Linked DNA regions of Lactuca sativa: all the other regions are linked to region 2. Evidence: chromatin contacts called from public Hi-C data. All regions are on one chromosome and are shown on one strand. Each heading gives the region's core, a stretch centred on a gene start, on an enhancer-like site or on the middle of the called end of the contact. The rest is flanking DNA. Distances are from core to core; before and after follow the strand shown. Region 1 holds the start of LOC111920002 (multiprotein-bridging factor 1b). Region 2 holds the start of LOC111920000 (TPR repeat-containing thioredoxin TTL1). Region 3 holds the start of LOC111919997.

The links. A called contact is a pair of places that touch in the nucleus more often than the background predicts.
Region 1: a Hi-C map of leaf shows a contact between it and region 2, with 3 times the contacts expected there. The contact joins the promoter of LOC111920002 here to the promoter of LOC111920000 in region 2. A contact is called at or near these places in 2 of 4 Hi-C or Micro-C datasets (both in leaf).
Region 3: a contact with region 2 is called in a Hi-C map of seed, with 6 times the contacts expected there. The contact joins the promoter of LOC111919997 here to the promoter of LOC111920000 in region 2. A contact is called at or near these places in 4 of 4 Hi-C or Micro-C datasets (bud, leaf and seed).

The regions. Positions count from the first base shown.
Region 1 is chr5:278,915,930-278,919,283 of Lsat_Salinas_v11, forward strand. It overlaps LOC111920002 (multiprotein-bridging factor 1b), which reads right to left and starts at 2,020. Exons shown (of 4, transcript XM_023915576.2): 1 at 1,813-2,020; 2 at 865-948; 3 at 703-785; 4 at 196-615. The coding sequence starts at 1,951. The coding sequence ends at 496.
Region 2 is chr5:279,078,352-279,081,792 of Lsat_Salinas_v11, forward strand. LOC111920000 (TPR repeat-containing thioredoxin TTL1) reads right to left here and starts at 1,741. Exons shown (of 7, transcript XM_023915573.3): 1 at 537-1,741; 2 at 1-162. The coding sequence starts at 1,450.
Region 3 is chr5:279,231,308-279,235,059 of Lsat_Salinas_v11, forward strand. LOC111919997 reads left to right here and starts at 1,311. Exons shown (of 5, transcript XM_023915571.3): 1 at 1,311-1,523; 2 at 1,630-1,877; 3 at 2,380-2,524; 4 at 2,608-3,129; 5 at 3,208-3,742. The coding sequence starts at 1,635. The coding sequence ends at 3,617. LOC111919999 (a long non-coding RNA gene) reads right to left here and starts at 1,417. Exons shown (of 3, transcript XR_002859687.3): 1 at 1,279-1,417; 2 at 835-974; 3 at 469-751.

The DNA of each region.
Region 1 (3,354 bases), core at 770-3,269, 160 kb before region 2:
TGTTTTGTCAACCAAACCATATAAAACTGTAGTTTTTTTTCTTCTGATAGAAAATATATGTTTGCAATTTGACCAATTTCAAAGTGACAATATCACTTAAAATAATCTATAACGATGTCAAAGTAAAACAAATTTTATTCGAGTTTCACCCCAAAAAAGTAGTATGCACAATCCAATCCAATCCAGACACCCAAATTAAGAAAATTAGAAGGGGTAACCGCCATACAGACAGACATTTATATATTAAGCGTTATGATATGATGAACCACCACACATCGATGCATCTCAGTCCAAACCATAATAAAATCCACAATAACAGACAAGATCTTCTTAGAACCATGTCCACAACACAAGTGGTCAACTCAAACCAGAGGAATTAAACAAAAGGTTTTCTGCATCCCCACTTCTTTTTTTTTTTTATCTTTTTAGTAAAAACATTGATAACAATACTGCAAAAGTCACAAACCCTCTGCAGCTGTCAACTGTTAATGTCCTCTATTTCTTACCCCGGAGCTTCACACCAAGAGCCCTTTCCAGTTTGGTGATGATCTGTTGATTTGGTATAGCCTTCCCAGATTCATACTCCTGTATAATCTGGGGTTTCTCATTAATCAGCTGCAAATTTATATACATATTAAAAAAAATCAGATTCTATAAAAGTTTAACATTAATCTATATGTGTGTGGAATGAGAGATGTAAACCTGAGCAAGTTGAGACTGTGTAAGCTTCTTTTCAGTTCGACCCTGCATGATAGCTTTCTTCAACTCACTTGGTACTTTCTCATCTGTTCATAAAATTTAATCATAATTAAATAAACTATAAAGTATATATATTGCTTAGCTTTGAAGATAAGACTGACTTACGGGTGAGATTTTCAGTTTCTTCATCAAGCTTTCTAGTGTTTAGAGAAGTGCTACTAGAGGCAGCCTTGTTTGAACCTGCAGTAGCTGCAAAAGGAAAAAGAACACAACACAGATTTTTGATCAAATATAAACCAAGCTATAGGTCAGATTTCTGAAAAAGATTCCATAAAAGATCTTGAAAGAACATTAATAGGCCATACATAGCAAAAAAAAGTCTATGAAATGGTAACGTTTATGAAGAATCTCATGACTTGTGTCAATACAGAGTTCAAGAATCTGAAATATGGTAACAATATGCTTCTCTGTTGATTTAGCATAGCAATTTACCATTTTTTTTCAATCATGAAACTTCGGTTCCTTATCCCAATTGATAATATGTTAATTTACCATTTGATACATTATAAAGCAACTTCAGTTGATTAGCTTAAGAAACAAGTGATCGTTTGTTAAAAGGATATAGGAGAGTATTTTCCAATGTGTTGTTATACATACATCATGTTAGATACGCTTATGTGAGTTATAAACCCTAATGTAATTCAAAAAAAAAAAGGCAGATGAACATTCACAATAGGAGAAGTGGAGAACATGAAAATTCATCTAAGCACTGGAGAAATCCGATTTCTATATGTAAGAATCCATTAAGAGAATATCTAAAACGACATCTATGTATATCTGTAAGCCAGTAAATAAACAGAAGCAAATCGAAAAAGGTGAAATCCAAAACCCTAGCTCCATACAAAAACAAGTCGTAGACATAAACAAATTGAACATACGAGCATACGTAATCTTATCTCCGTAAGACAGATGATTATTGCGTTGAGAGTAAATTCATTGAAAACAAACTTGCGACAACAGGAAATTCGTAAAAAATTATGAACAAACAAAACGAGAAGATACAACGCACACGTGTATGTATGACGAAGAAAGGAGATGAGCACGAATACTAACCCTTGCGTACAGTCTCGATCTCCGCACCAGAGCGACGAGCGGCGTTGACAGCTTTCTCGTCCTTACGCGCGGCGGCGGTGGGAGCTTTCTTGCGGATCACCACCGGCTCCCAATCTTGTGCAATCGGACCACCTGACATCTTTTTTGTTCGATTATTCTACCAATAAAAATCAATCGGGAGGATGAGTAGGAATATCAGATAGAACTCTACTGGGGGTATGAAACTTATATAGATGGGGAAAAATGATACCACCGTAGGTGTTTGGTTACGAGGTTTGTGTTATTCCTATCGCGGACTGCTCTTTTATCAAAGGGTTATAAAATGTTTAAAAAAATAAGTTTCAGATCATTTTTAGTTGTTAATTTTTTTAAGTAACTGTACAACCTCACTGGTTAAACTCTATATTTAATTAAACTTTTTAAGAATTAATTGATTGCCGCATCACAATTTTAAATTTTTTATAAATAATATTAATAAATAAAACTAAAATATTATAATAATTAGGAATTCAAAGTTACACTTACTAAATATTAATTAAAGATTACAATTTAAAAATTAAAAGTTATAAATAATACACTAAATAAAAAGTACAATATCTAAAATACAAATTTTAATTCATATTGTATTTTATTTTAATCTCGTCACAACGGTTTTTTCAAATTTCACGTCCATCTTCCGACATGGTACTGGGATCCATGAAAATGATTGAAAATTTTTCATTCTTTACCTTTTCTTCTTGAATTTTCATCTTTCTTTCTTTCAATGCATTCTTCATATCCAAAGAGTTTTGGTAGCGTTCGAAAGTCTTTTTATTTTCTTCTATATGGTTTTCAAGTATTTCATCAAGCTTATTACCACATGACGAAGTGAAATTGGTAGCTTTCCCTTTTGCTGTTTTTTTCCTGCATTCCTACTAATTGGACGAGTTGTAACTTCAACATTATCCGGGTTAATGAAAGATTTTGTATTTGGTGAAGACATAGATGCCCCAGATGCACTGCTTGAACCTTTCCATTTGGGTTCATTTTTAAGGATATTCCAAATATGTGTGTGCCTAAAATGGACACCATATCTAGCATGATAACGCTCAAAAGCTTCACTTTTGAGATCATCCTTAAACCATCCATTGAGGTGTTGACTTTTCAACACTATATACATTTGATTAAATACAACTGCAAATGGGTTCATGTAATGTCGATGCGCTTTGTGGTTGGCTTGAGTTCTTGCAACATTCGACGTGTTGCTTTTTTCGTAGTACACAGTAATTCATCACCAGAACTCTTTATCACGTTGTTGACTTCCAGTAACGTTGTCATCTGAAATTTGTAGCCAAGCTTTTGCCAACAACATTTATTCTTCTTTGCTCCAGTAGGTTTTTTTTTGTTTTTTTGTCGTTTGTTGGTAGAAGTTTTTGTTGGTATTTTTGCTATAAAAGAATACAACCTTTATATTATGTCATACCTGGCAATTCAAACTATTTCTAAATTTCTTTCTCAACGATGTCATCATCATCCTCAAATGATTCTGCTTCTGAATTGATA
Region 2 (3,441 bases), core at 491-2,990:
TTATCGGTCTCCCTCAACACACTGCTCCAGTCGCGGACGCGTCTTGAATCGGTGCACTTATTTAAGTGTTTTTCCACCGCCTGCAACTTTCGGAGCTCGTTTGGGTCTGGTTGGGACCCTGGGAAATAAAGGTGCTTTCTTGCGTTTTCAATCTGTCCTAAACTGTTTTTGCAAAAAGAAATTTTTCATCTTTAATCATTGTTCTCAAGAACAGTTCATGATAATCGATGGAATACGATTATACGATGATACCCACTTTAAAAAGTTAATCCAACTATACATATTAACATGTAAAGTTTTCATCTTTAATCATCATCATCATCGAGAACATAACAAAATAATCAATGGAATACCGGCAATACTCACTTGTAAATTGTAAAACAACCCTACGAGTCATACAGTTTTTTCCCCCAAATTTATAAGCAATAAAAGGGGTAATGAAAAAAGGTAAGATAGAAGAACTCAAATATTAAAGATCAAAATGGTTTTCTTGAAGAAATTGTAAAGAATAAAGGAGGTTGTTTTTGGAGTCGTACCTGATAAGAAGAGATCCTAAACGATGGTGAGCTCTTATATAACCGGAATCCAATTTAATGGCTAAATCACATTCCTTCACGGCGTCGGTCAATCGGTTAAGGCACATCAATGCGGCGGAGCGGTTGCAATGATAGGCGGCGTTATCAGGTGATACTGATATAGCTCGATCGTAGTAATTTAATGCCTCAGTGAAATTTCCCTTTTTGTATTGTTCATTTCCTAACCGCTTTAAATCTTCTGGATCTATTGATGATCTCCTTGAATTCGACGAATTTGAAATAGCTGAAAATTGGTTTTCACCACCGGATACGGCGGACTTGGTGGCGGAACCGCCTCGCATTATGCTGCCATGGCCGTAATTACCGGTTCCTAAACTTAATACCTCGGTTTTAGAGCTCCGGCTTGACATCATACCCGTGGTTAGCGGCTTTCCCGACGGGCGGATATTGCCGGACGGAAGCACATTGCCGACCGGAGAAGTAGCTGAGCTTCCACCGGAATGGATTGTCGGGCTGCCAACGGTTCCTCCTCGGGAATCTGACCGCTTGTGACCAGGCTTAAATGTCCGAGACCCGCCAGCGGAAAATGTCGGTGAACTTTCAACCGACAACTCACCGGAATGGTTGTTGACGGTGCCGGCTGAATCTGACCTTCCAGGTAAAGTACCAGAACCAGAACGAGGTCCACTTCCGGTCCGACCCGACACCGACCCAGATGAGCTAGAGCTAGTACTAGCGGCGGGTCCAGGTCCAGCCCTCAAAGGCGAAACCGGAGAACCCAAATCGAGTTCTCTGAAGTCAGGTTTATTGGTATTATCGGCGGCATCATGAGTGTCGCAGGCGAGTGACTTTCGGAGGCGATCGGACAGTGTATCAAATCCCAAACTCGAAATGGGCTTACCGGAATCCGCCATTCCAGACCTAATATTCTATTCTCTGGCAATGAAATTAACGAGAGAGATATAAATAAATCTTCAGGGTTTGGCTTCAAAGACAAAAACTAATGTCGTCGGCAATGGCTGCCGTTATGGTTGAGATTAAAATACAACCACCGGCGTAATCCGTCGGAAAATAACATAGAAGAAGAAGAGGATGGAAAAGGGATGAAAGAGATGGGGATCTCGTGATTTAAAAGGGTGAAAGCAAAGAATGAAAGAGAAGAGGTTTTACAGAGAGAGAGAGAGAGAGAGAGAGAGAGAGAGAGAGAGAGAGAGAGAGAGAGAGAGAATTGGCAGTTCTATTTTTGCTTTTTCTTTATTTTTTGGTATTCTTTTATTTATATTTTAGAGTTGATCGTATAAATATATAAACTACCACATTACTTATTCTTTTAGTACTATAATTAATATAATATGTAGTATTTATCAATCATAAAATAAAAGGTAAATGGATTTTATTATAATATTTAACTATTTAAATGTAATATATTTGTCATTTCTATTATTTTAAGTAATAATTTTATTCATATAATCTTTACCTAAAATAATAAAATTGATGACTTTTTTATATTGAATTGGTTGTTGTCGTTGGATACTTGTTCCAAGAGAAACAGACAGCCCTTATGGGAGATTTAATTTCCAAATTATATATAAGGTGGAAAGATTAAGGCGCGACATCAATTATATCAACCTTCATAACTTCTTTTTTTTTTTTTTTTTTTTTTTATTTGCAATTGATATACGAATAAATCTAAAATTGGAAAATCGCAAGGATCGATAGAATTTTAGTCGATGATGCATGGATGTAAAGATGCAACAACGTATTATTGTTAGCAAAAAAGACACTTCAAATCACATGCTATTAGTGGGGGGACAAAATGCAAAGTAGGGGTCCAAAATTCTTATTTAATAAGTTTGGGTTAGAACATCCACATGTCATGAAGATGAGCAAAAGTCTTCCCTGGACACACACAATTCTAGGTTGGGCAGCATCTTTTGTGATACACAAACGATTAGATTGAACAACTAATTATAATTAACACAAAGTTTTTTATTGGGCAACATTTGTGATCCAAAGCCGATTGGATTGAACAGCCGATTATAACTAGCACAATGTTCTTTGTTGGGCAACATTTGTGATGAATAGACGATCTGATTGAACAACCGATTATAACTAACACGAACATAAAGAAGTGAATAAGCTAATTAGCTAAATTCAATTCCCTAATAACATAAAAATAAAAACAGAATACTTGAACAAAGTTATTTTCACAATCCTAACAATTTGAAATTGATTATGATAAGATCCACAATCGGTTATTTAATTAACCATTAACCATAAATAATAAAAATTCGTAAATTAATAGTAAAAAAGCCATTAAAAAATCATTTTGAGCCATAAACATTTGAATGACCGAAAAATATCTTACGTCATAACAAAGCGATTAATTTGGTTAAATTCCAAAACTATGAAATCACTTTGCCACCAACACCAATGATATCATCAAATTTCCAATCTTGCTAGTTATATCATTCATCAAGGCTTATATCCCTTGCATTTAGACTTGTACCCATGCATCGACTTGTCATAATGAGAATTGCAAAGATCTTAAAAATAGAAAATAGTTTATCCGAAAATTGTCAACTAGTAGAAAATAAAAACACAGGACGCAGAGAACACAAAATAAATATAATGTTTTACCAAATAGGCTAGTTAACTTTCTTTAGGTATTTGCGAGACTTTGATCTACTATAAAGTATAAACATATTTGTTGATATGTATATCTCATTGACCTTTGAGAGACGGTCCGGCCATTTCCAACGGTTCGGTCATTTCTAACGATTCGGTCGCTTTACCAAGGTTCGGCCGTTTTACCATGATTCAATCATCTTCACGACGATTTGATCGTTCGACCATTGTTTGATCATCAGTAGTTCTTGATTGCTCTTTCCCAAGATAAAAAGTA
Region 3 (3,752 bases), core at 61-2,560, 150 kb after region 2:
TTTTGTGGTCCCTAGCAGGAATCTTTTGTCCCATCTTTTGTGTTACCAAGCTACAACTTTTGTGTATGCAGACAACTACTTGCCCTTTATTTAATTTCGAATATTAATGGAGTATTTCAATGAATCCAACCACCATCTTCAATTACTTTCTTGTTATATGTATGCATTGTATTCATTCCATTCAATACTTTCTCGTTATTTGTATGTATTGTTGTCTCAGTGATTCCATTCCAATCAAAATTACTTCTTTGTATTCATTACAGTCAAAGAATGGAATCATATATGTATTCATTGTTATGTATATGCTGCTTTGTGATTCCATTCCAGTCAAAATTACTTCTTTGTGATTCCTGTCAAAATTACTTATTTCTGATTCCAATCAAAATTACTTCTTTGTGATTCCATTCCAGTCAAAATTACTTCTTTGTGATTCCATTCCAGTCAAAATTACTTCATTCCATTCCAACAAGAAGTTAAGATAATGCCTTCATTCCATTCAAACAACATCTTCCAATACATCATTTCATCATATACACGATGGTCAAAAAAAATCCTATGGTAAACTTGTATATTTTTTGCTTCATTGCAATGGCATCATAGCACTTGTCCTTCTTCATTTGTTCCATGTCATCCTTCACATCTCTACTTCGGTCTTCAATACTACTAATTCAGCTTTCATTCCCTCCACCACTTCCATTAGAGGCATTTGTACAGGTTCTACATCCAACCATTTCCAATATTTGCATTTACCCTTCAACACAAATAACTCATAAGAAGATTTCAAATCAAGAAAATGAAACAGAAAATGAGAAAGATTCAAGTGAAATAGCTTACCTCATTGCACACCATGAAATGTCTCCCTGGATTCTTTTGGTGTTGTTGACGTTACAATACGTGTAGGGAAACCACAATCACAAGTTTTTGGATAGTACACTGTTGATTTCTTGCTTGATCGATTGAGGGACGATGAGAAGCTGTAGGAGGAAGCCATTAAGGAATTAGGGCACAATAAAGGAACCACATACGCCCCTTTTTTAATAACATTAGCCCTACATGCCACATAGGATCAAACTAACACGTAGAATCGATAAATCCTTTGCAACCGGCAAAAAACAATCGGAAGAAAAAAATTTACACAAATCAATAAGTTAAATGGCTATTAGAACACAAAAAAACGTTTACCAAATGTAGTATGTTGTCTTCTCAATCCCTTTATTTTAATATATTAGCTCTACTTTTAGAATTAATTACTATTAACTTTTTGAATGGACAAAGTACCTTTTCCACGTAAACACAGTGTGTGATCCATGTTTCCTTCTTCAGGCGCTGTAACGAATTCCTTAATGGAGTCGGTTCAATTCATTCCCCCATGGACTCTTTCATGCTTCTTACATTTCTTTGCTTGATTTTTGCTTTACAATCAAGTAATCGATCCAACACTGTTTCGTGATTATTTCTAAAACAATCAAAATTCGCCTTCCATTGCAGACGCAGATTTCGCATTCACTGTTGCGTGATATCAGGTACGCGATTTCACCTAGGGTTTTTGAATAGAACGTATTATCTCTTTGATTCGTATGTTTGTACGTGGAATAGACGATTAAATAAGTGAAAATAAAAACCGTGTAGGATAAATGGCGGAGAACGATGTAAAGGAAGTTGTTGAACAGAAGAATGATGATTCGCCAAGAAAGGAGAAGAGGAGTATCTTCTCTCGAATTTGGAATGGATTGGCTAGGTTACATGGTGATAATTTTGAAAAGAGATTGCAACATATATCTAAAGAAGAGGCTACTGTTCTTGCTAGAATGAAGAAAAGATCTAAGAGATGGCGGAGAACTGCTCGGGATATAATTGCATTTTCTGTTCTTTTTGAGGTAAACCGTAAACTCAATCCTCATCATTATCTCTCTAATCTTCAATAATGTCTGATATTTTGCTTGATTAGACTAACAGACAGTTATCTCCCTTACCGATTCAGTTACTCTATTTGCTATTTTATACAATGAATCACTCGCAGGGGTGACCTAAATGATTTAAATTTAAACATTTTTAGATGTTGCATCTATACTGCTATTTTCTATTTGATACAACGTATCAATGCTGCTTATATACATATGCAGCAGACTATAAAACTCGAAACTATTGTTTCTTCACAAGTGATTGTTTCTGTATTTGCTTATTATCATGTTCTATTTTTCTCAATTAGACAAGTCGATTATAACTTGGTGTCCACAGACAACATATAATTTGTGAAATTCAAACAATGACCTTCAACTAGCAAGTGGTATAATCATGATTCAAATATCCAGATTTGGTATAATCCATGTAAATGAGCATGTAGATGAAAACACTACCTGTTGTTTGTTTTGATTTCAGATTGCTGCAATCGGATATGGCATAACAACAACAAGATCAGTAAACTTAGAGTGGAATACAAGAGCTCTGCGAGTTTTACCTATGTTTGTTTTGCCTTTTTTATCATGGGCTTTGTATTGTGGACTTCAAAGCTTCAAAACTTTTCGTAAGTTCCCTTCACACGTATATAATATTCATTACCTTAATTCCCATATTCAATGACTTAATCAAAATTTGATCTGTTTATAGGCGATCAAAGAGATGAAAGATCTTTAGAGAAGCTTCGGGCTGAAAGGCAGAAGAAAATCAATGAACTGAAAGACAGAACTAATTATTACAACACCCAACAACTGATTCAGAGATACGATTCAGATCCAGCAGCAAAGGCAGCTGCTGCATCAGTGCTTGCATCCAAATTGGGAGCTGAATCAGGGCTACAGGTGAATCTAGATGAATCACATCTGAATGTGCACCTTGGCACAGGGAAGAGCAATGATTTTGAGGCTCTGCAGTCTAGTGGTTTAAGGAGAAGAAACACATTGGAAGGAAGATCTCCTGGGAGTGGAAGTAATTCAGAAAAAGAAGGTTTTCAATATGCAGGAAGTGAGGTTTCTGAGATTTCTTTACCTAGTGAGCTTGTTGTTGAGCATAGTCCTGTGGCTATAAGTCCACAAGATGGGGGTTGGATTGCTAGACTTGCTGCATTGCTTGTGGGTGAGGACCCCACACAATCTTATGCACTTATATGTGGTAATTGCCATATGCACAATGGTGAGTAAATTTATTTTTTTGTCATTTTGGCTTTCATGTAAATAATACATTAACAACATAATAATGGCTTAATTGCAGGTCTTGCAAGGAAGGAAGATTTTCTAGTGATTACTTACTATTGTCCACACTGCCATGCTTTGAACAAACCGAAGAATTTGGATGAAAATTCTTCATGTCTTAACAGCCCTAATATGAGATCTCCAATGGCACATCACCATTACCATGCATTGAATAAACCAACAAGATTAACTGAAAATAATTCTTCAGAAACCAACTCCTCTGAATCTGAAACGAGATCTTCTTCTAAAACAAGGAACTCTCAGTCTGATGAAAAGTGTTCAGATGCCAAAGCCCCTGATGTCAAATCTTCAACAAAACCAATGGCTAATGCTAAATCGATGAGTGAGAATGTATCTGCTAAGGGTAAGGTGGGATTACCCAGAGTGGAGAGTGAAAAAAAAGTTGTTGAGGATCTTGCTGATAGCTAACAAGCTCAATACGGTTTATATTGTTTTATTAACATGAAAGATTTACAACTATTTGTGTAACTAAGTCATGACGAAAACGCTATAGTTTGATTTGTTTTAGTACAGATTTTTTTTTCTTCCTGAAAGAGCAAAAGA